Linked DNA regions of Hordeum vulgare: region 1 is linked to region 2. The links are chromatin contacts, called in public Hi-C maps. All regions are on one chromosome and are shown on one strand. The core of a region is the stretch at or near the end of the contact, and the rest is flanking DNA. Distances in the headings are between cores, read along the strand shown.

What was found. A called contact is a pair of places that touch in the nucleus more often than the background predicts.
Region 1: a Hi-C map of leaf shows a contact between it and region 2, with 3 times the contacts expected there. The contact joins two enhancer-like sites. A contact is called at or near these places in 3 of 6 Hi-C or Micro-C datasets (leaf and seedling).

Annotation. Positions count from the first base shown.
Region 1 is chr7H:520,295,859-520,299,673 of MorexV3_pseudomolecules_assembly, reverse strand. No RefSeq gene overlaps it. Among protein-coding and RNA genes, the nearest start is that of LOC123411684, 15 kb to the left of the region's middle. Within about 2 kb of position 1,658, at least 2 of the 3 cell types and tissues checked have open chromatin away from gene starts, as enhancers often do. A contact at or near this core is called in leaf, where this site is marked.
Region 2 is chr7H:520,144,489-520,148,465 of MorexV3_pseudomolecules_assembly, reverse strand. No RefSeq gene overlaps it. Among protein-coding and RNA genes, the nearest start is that of LOC123410353, 75 kb to the right of the region's middle. Within about 2 kb of position 2,200, at least 1 of the 3 cell types and tissues checked has open chromatin away from gene starts, as enhancers often do. A contact at or near this core is called in leaf, where this site is marked.

The sequences.
Region 1 (3,815 bases), core at 409-2,908, 150 kb before region 2:
GAAGCTCGATAAACACACGAGTCAGCGGAAGCAACAAATATCTGAGTACAGACATGAAACATGAGGTGCCTTAGAGAAGGCTAGCACAAAAGATACAACGATCGAACGAGGCGAGGCCTCCTGCCTGGGAGCCTCCTAACTACTCCTGGTCTTGAGCGGCCTCCACGTAGAAGAAGGCACCGTCGGGGTAGCAGTCGTCGGTGGGGTGATACGCCACCTCCTGGGCTCCATCATCTGATCGCAGCAACAGATGAAGGGGAAAAGAGGGAGCAAAGCAACGGTGAGTACTCATCCAAAGAACTCGCAAGACTGACATCAAAACTATGCTAAGTATGCATCAGTATCAAGGGGAGGTGTTATATATGGACTGACTCCAGCAATGCGAGAATAGAGAAAGAAGACCTAGTCCTATCGAAGACTAGCATCTTCAAGGGTCTTGCGGCAATACACAAGAGTAGAATAGGTAACACAATTAATAGTCATATTTTAAAAACATGAATTCCGACAAAGTTTGTGAATTCGAAAAAGCCCCACGAACTGCAAAATAGTTCCCAAATCTAAAACAAATCACAGCTTTCACAAAATGCCAATGTAGTTCAAAATTGTTCACATTTTAAAAAGTTTATGGATTTAAAAAAAATATGGACTTGAAAAGAGTTTGTGAATTCAAAAAAATAAAACATTAAAAAAATTCATGAAATTGAACAACAATCACGAATTTGAGAAAAATATCTCAAAATCCAAAACAGCTCAAGAATTTAAGATAAATGTTCAAGAGTGCGCATGAACTTGAAAAGGTTTATGAACTTGAGTAAAAAAATCCGGCAGTTCATGAATTTAAGAAAAAATATACACGAATTTGTGAACAGTTAACAACTTTTATATTAAAAACATAAAAAAACGAAAATGGAAAAATTAACAAAATCGGCATAAAATGGACAGAAACAAAAAAGAAAATTAGATTCGGCCAGAAAGAAACACACGAGAAGAACGAGATATAGCTACAGTACTCAATGGGCCTGCCCCTTTTGGTCAGGCGAATATGAAATATATTTAGAAATTTATGAAAAAAATTGAGTTCCTGAATATTTCTTTGAATTTCATGAACATTTTTTTAATTTCAAGAACATATTCGAAATTCCTGAAAAAAACTCGAATCGACGAACTTTATTGAATTAACAAACATTTTTTAATATTAGCGATTTTTTTAAATTATCAATGTATTCTGGACTGACTAATATTTCCTTCCATTTTGGTATTCTTTTAACTCATGAACGCATTTTGAATTGGAGAATGCCTTTTAACATTTATTAATTTATTTCTTAATTAATGAATATATTTGTAAGTTACATATTTTTAAATTAGCTAGTAACATATTTAAAAAACGAACCTGTTTTAAATTAAAATATATATTTAATACTTACACTGTTTGAAATTTGGAGCACTTTCTGAAATGCGGGGACAATTTTTAAACTTGTGAACATTGTTTTTTGAAATCCAAATTAATAAAAATACGTGAACATTATCTGAAGTTCAGAATATTTTTGGATTTATGGTTGTTTAAAAAAAAAAAAGACAACAAAGCAGAAGGGTGGCTGCCTCGACACATTGGCCGATCCAGAAGCGCACAGTGGGGAGTGGGGCTGCGTGTTTGCACGTCACCTAGAACATAAAACCCTATTTGCTGCTCGTTGTGTCAAAGAGCCGGAGCTTCGCTCAGGTGAGCGACCGAGCGGCATTTCAAAAACGGTATTTCGTGCTTATTTTCTTATTTGGGTTATGTTTCTTCTTTTTCCTTGTTTTCCAAGGTTATTTTATTTTTTCAAACGAAGTTCATGCTTGAAAAATGTTTTTGAAATTCGAAAAATGTTCTTGCTTTTATACAAATATTTTAAATTTTAACTCATTGCTGTTTTTAGAAAATATTCATAACTATACTAAATGATAGCGATTTTCTTAAAATGTTTGGGATTTTCAAAAAAGGTTCGACATTTTTGAAAAATGTTCATGTTTTTCCAAAACAAATCTTGTGTTCTAAATTTTGTACACAATTTGTATTTAAATGTTCGTGCTTCAAAAAAGAATTGGAATGTTTGGAATTGCAAAAAATGTTCTTCTTGCAAAATGTCATATTTTCGAAAATACTCATGTTTCAGAAATTGTTCTCGTATTCAAAAAACTACATGATTTTTAAAAGTTTCTTCTCTTGTTGAAATATTGTTCATATTTTTTGAAAAAAAATTGTGTTTCTCGAAAATTGTTCAAAATTTTAAAAAATATATCTATTATCAGGACTTGTTAACAATTTCAAAATATTGTCAAAAATTGCTCAAAACATATTTTGAAAATTCTGAACTACTTTTGGAAATATGAGCATAAACAAATTGAAAACGAGAACATTCTTTTCAAATTACTGAACATTTTTTAAAACACGGACATTTTTTGAACATGTAAAAAAAGCTACAATTCCTGAAAGACGTTTTGAAACACGATTTTTTTTTTGAAATTTTGAGCAAATTTTGAAAATAAGATATTTTTTTGAAATTTCTAAATATTTTAAAACAAAACAAACATGAAAAAGAAAAAACGAAAGAGCAAAGAAAAATGTACAGTAGAAGGAAATAGAAGGGGAAATAGAATGGACCGGTCGAGGTCAGCCGCCCCTATGCGAAAGCTCACCTGTTTTGACGCAGACAGAGTCACATAGGTGCTCCCACCTAGCGCCCCTTGCACTAAATTGGACTTCTCATAAAAGCAAGGGAGACCCGTGCGCTGTTGCCGCCTGCATTGTCCGTGCCTGTCCCCGTCGACCGCCCGCATCGCCGATGCCTGCCCTATCGGACGCCCGCTCCGCCGGTTCCAGCCTCCACCTGTCGTCCTTGTCGCATGCTACAATGGTTGGGCTCGCACGCATACAAGTGTTGTAACCGTCATTAAAAAGCTTCGAACGTTGTTGAAGAAAGCTTCAACCATAGACACAGAAAGCTTCAATCGGCTCTGCCCAACAAGGAAAGCTGCAACCGTAGTTGCATTTTGCTACTACCGGCTAACTTTTTTGCTACAACCATCAAAGTGGATCTGCGACCTAGCGATGGCTGCGACGAATTTTTGCTGCAACCGTAGTTGCATTTTGCAACTACCAGCGAACTATTTTGCTACATCCATCAAGGCGGTGTTGCGACCTCGCGACGACGACCACGATGAATTTGTTGCATTCGTGTTCGAAATTTGCTACATCATTGCTTGTTTTTGCTACCATCAATGATTTTTGCTGCATGGCTCGATATGACGGTCAACAGGGTTCGATCTGACGACTCATGCGCGACCGGAGGAAAGTTTCGGTAGGCGCGCCGGCGCAGATCAATGCCTAGAAAACAAGTAAGGAGAATAAGGTCCACTTCTTTTGAGGATATTCTGCACAATCTCGGTTTGCAATCGAGAAAAACTTGATTGATTCTCTAAAATTCTAAGAAGAATTCTAGTGTAATTCAAAACTTGGATTTTCCAAGAATCTCCGGATTTTGGAGAGTCCCTTCAAAGAAGGGCTCGGGTTAGATGAGTATCCCTATTGTTAACTAGTTATTACGGTCAGAATGCATAGAGCGCACGACCATGCATCTAGCGCTAGGTTCGAGCGCCGCCGTCGGCCCCACCTCGTCGTCCCAGACCTCGTCGTCGCCTGCCCGCTCCTCGCCGCCGTCGCCCTGTCCCTCATCGCAGTCCTTCTTCCTCTGTTGCCCCTTTGCCTCTCTACCCCCGTTGGGACACGTGTAAGCCGCCCACGCCCCTGTGCACCAACTGCCGAGGACGCCTCT
Region 2 (3,977 bases), core at 951-3,450:
ATGCTTCCCCGGCGATGTAGCGTTAGCCAATGGCTTCGGCTGCCGTCACCTCCACGAGGACGAGACCCTCCTTCTCTACGAGGCGGACTACCCGACGCCACTGGACATGCGGGTACGGACATCGTGGAGGCTAAGTGCTGGCGTGTCCTGGTGCCACTGCCGCCCTCTAGAGCTAGCCAGCGGGTGAAAATCGCACACATCAGGTAGTCGTTGCCGAAGAGCTCGCGGAACCTGTCGAGGTGCACCCTCGACAGCAACACGTTGTGGACGGCGTACTTCGAACGCCGCACGCCAACCAGCTCGCCGCCACCAACAGGGTCGAACACGCAGCCGCCACAACTCCGAGGGTTGCCGCCAATGATGGGGCATACCCGGCCGCACATTGGAAGCCGTCCTCGAGCACATCGAGGATGACAACTCGCCGCGGTTCGCTCGGCCACCCGCCTTATCCCACTGTCGCGATAGCTCTTGGACGTTAAGGCGGATGGAGACGGCGTCGTCGTCCTCGTCCGGCTCCCGTTCCCGCTCCTCCGGGTCGCCGACGCTCCTCCCCGTCAAGCCGGAGCCGGAGGAGACGCCGCTAAGGCGGGGCACGCGCAACGGCGACATCGTCATCAACTAGCCTAACGCCTCCTCCCGCCTTGTCAAGCCTAACACGGAGTCGGGGCTCCTCCCCGTCAAGCATGAGCACCTCGCCATGGCTGCCGACGACGAGACCGCGGGCGGTGGCGACGTAGTTAGGTTTTAATTATGTTTTTATTTCACTTTTGTAGCAATTTCAATGAAAAACTATGAATTTCCTTCGAATTTGAGTCATTTTGGGGCGAATTTGGGTCGAGTTTTTTTTTTCAAAAACCAGTTATGGCGACCTTTGGGTGGCGAATAGGAACCCGAGCACCCCCCCCCCCCGGTCCTATTTTTTCGCCGCCGCGCCCCCATGGGACGCTATTTCACGTCTCTTGGGGGCTGAACGGCTAGAGATGCTCTCGGGGGCAAACCTCATTTGGCTCTTTGTGTGGCGTGCCGATCTATTGGCCACCCTACTCTACAGCGAGTATATGTGGCCATGGGCCCGACCGGGCCTAAAAAGCCCATAGTAGAAAACTGAGGCCCATGCCCGGCCCTGTACCTACCATTGGGCCTACTTTTCAAGCCCAAGTCTGGGCCATGTGTTGAAAAGTTAGGCGGGCCTAGGGCCTTGGGCCGGACCTCTTCCTTAAAATCTAAATATGCCAGGCCAAGCTGAAGCCTAGCCCGACCCTGGTGACGTGAAATTTCGGGCCGGGTCGGCCGGGCTAGGCCGAAGATGGCCAAGTATAACAACGAGTGCTAAGCACAAAGAGGCAAGGGCGAGCATTTTTTTCCATGTTGTTTCTGTAGCTGTTTTCCCTATTGCATTCAGGTTTTGTGTATATGGTTTTCTTCCTGATTTCCCCCCTTTTTCATTTTGTTATTTTCTACCATTTTTATTCTCATTTTGTTTTTGTTTCTTAGTTTTTGTTTTTATTATGTTCCTTCTTCCTTCTTATTTACTATTTTCAGTTTGTTCTCTTAATCTAATTTTCAACTTTGTACCATTCATTCAAAAAATCAAGATTCATGGGGTTTCTAATAATGTAAATTTTACAAAATTTGAATATATTTTTAAAATGCCAAGAATTTTAGAAAATTAAGAATATGTTAAAAATGGGATACATTTACTGAATATAAGCATAATTTTTAATTCTAGAAAAATATGTATGAATATTGTCTAAATTCTAGAGCATTTCTTAGAATCCATTTTCTTATGGAGAATATAAATCATTTATATGAATAGTATCTGAGTTTGAGGAACATTTATAAACTTAGTATTTTTGAAGGGAATCAATATATTTAAGTCCAGGAACATTTTCTTGTGAATAATTAAGTAAACTTGACTAAACTTTTACACAATCATGTTTTAGTTATATATATAATTAGAAATCGCATATATATAACAAATCTTTCATCAACTTTTTTAAAATTTCATGTACATTTTTAACTCACAATTATTTAAGAGAAATGTTATTTCCTCGGTAAACTAGGTAACACTTTTAATAATCTTGCCTCCTATAGTCGTTTGTTTTTATCACAAGCTGGAGAACTATCACTATTGCAGCAGTGCCGAAGCAGGCCAGCCCAGTCGGTCCCACCTGTGCACTATATTGACATTTTGTCACAGAGCGCTTTGTATAGAGGGGAGCGCACCTAGAGCTGCTCCTTGTCACACAACGAGCGACCGGGTCTAGCTAGCGAGTGCAAGCCTGTTTTTCCTTTCCGATTTTTTAATTTTACTTGTTTTTATTTTTGTAGGTTTAATTAGCTTAAAATATTGAGAAATACGAAGAAATGTCAATTATATAATGCTCACCCATTGATAAACAATCATGAACTTTGAAATCAATCACAAATTTATAAAATTTCATCATATCAAAAAATATTCATGAATTTCAAAAACTAGTCATGATTTCAAAAATGTTAGCAAATTTTAAAACAAAATCACAAATTGAACCAAACTTTACAGAGAAAATAGTTCATTAATAAAAAAAGTTTGCAAATTCAAAATCTGTTCCTTATTGTGAAAAACCATTCAAGAGTTTGAAAAATGTTTGTGAATCGAAAAGTGAATACACTAATTGAAAAAATGTTCATCGATTTTTAAAAATGTTTGTGAATTTGGGAAAGTATTTATGAATTCCAACCATATTCATAAAAATATAGAATATGGTGAAATAGGAAATGTACGTGAATTCACAAAACCGAGAATTTCGAAAATGCACACGAATTTGAAAAAAACTATGTGAATTGCAAAATTTATCGCAAATTTTAAAAAATGTAATAAATTCCTAAGAATTTCACGAATTTGAAAATGTTCAAAAACTTCAAAATGTTCCAGTATTTAGAAACTGTTCAAGAATATTATAATTTGTTCACAAATGTTTTGTAGAATCACGAATTAGAATTTTTCTTCAGGGATTTCAAAATGTATACTAATTCAAAAAAAATGCTCTTCAGTTTTTAAGCTGTTTTGTAGAAATTGTTTGCGAACTTACAAAAACGCTTACAAATTCACAGAGGTTTGTCGATATAGAGTTCATGAATTAAAACATTTGTAAGCGGATTCAAATTTAACAAATTTAATAAAATCATATTTTAAAATTTTCTTGAATTTAAAAGATATTTGTAAATCTGAAAATATTCTGACAATTAAGGAAATAAAAAGAGGAAACGACAAAAAAAAGGAAAACATACAACAGGAAAAAAATGGAAAAACAAAGTAGAAAAAAAGTGGAAAAAAGAACTAAATCCTGCTAAAACCTTCCCATAACAGGGCGAAAGGTTCCAGATTTTTTTATTGAGTCTTAGTGAAAAGTTTCAGAATGCGAAATCACAAATCGAGGAGTAATCCTTTCAAAGATCACTCTCACCTTTTTAGTTTGCGACAAGTGACGTGATATATGTGTGTCACTAGTCGCAACCAAAGAGTTTTTCTTTTTTATTGATTCTTATTTTTTAAATGTTTTATCTCTTATATCATGCGTTCAAATCACAAACTATTTTTACCTTTCGGTTTCTCGTACCAAGATCTTCAAAACTAGATTTCATGTTGATAGGTTTTAACAAAAAAAAATTCACGAAAAAATAAGACAAAAAATACAAGTAGAAAAAACTGTGCCTCTCAGATAGAAAAAACAAAAAATACGTTTTTTTCGTTTTCGAGAGGCACGGCCGTGCCTCTTACAAAGGCAAAACCGTGTCTTGCGAAAGCAAAATCACGACTCTCGTAAAAAAAACAGAAAACATGTTTTTTTTTCTCATTTCCAAGAGGTACGCCCGTGCCTCTAACAAAAGTAAAACCGTGTCTTTCATGAAAAAAACACATATTTTCCATTTTGTGAAAGTAAAACCTTGCCTCTCTAAAAAACAGAAAACACGTTCTTTTTTTCTACTTCCGTGAG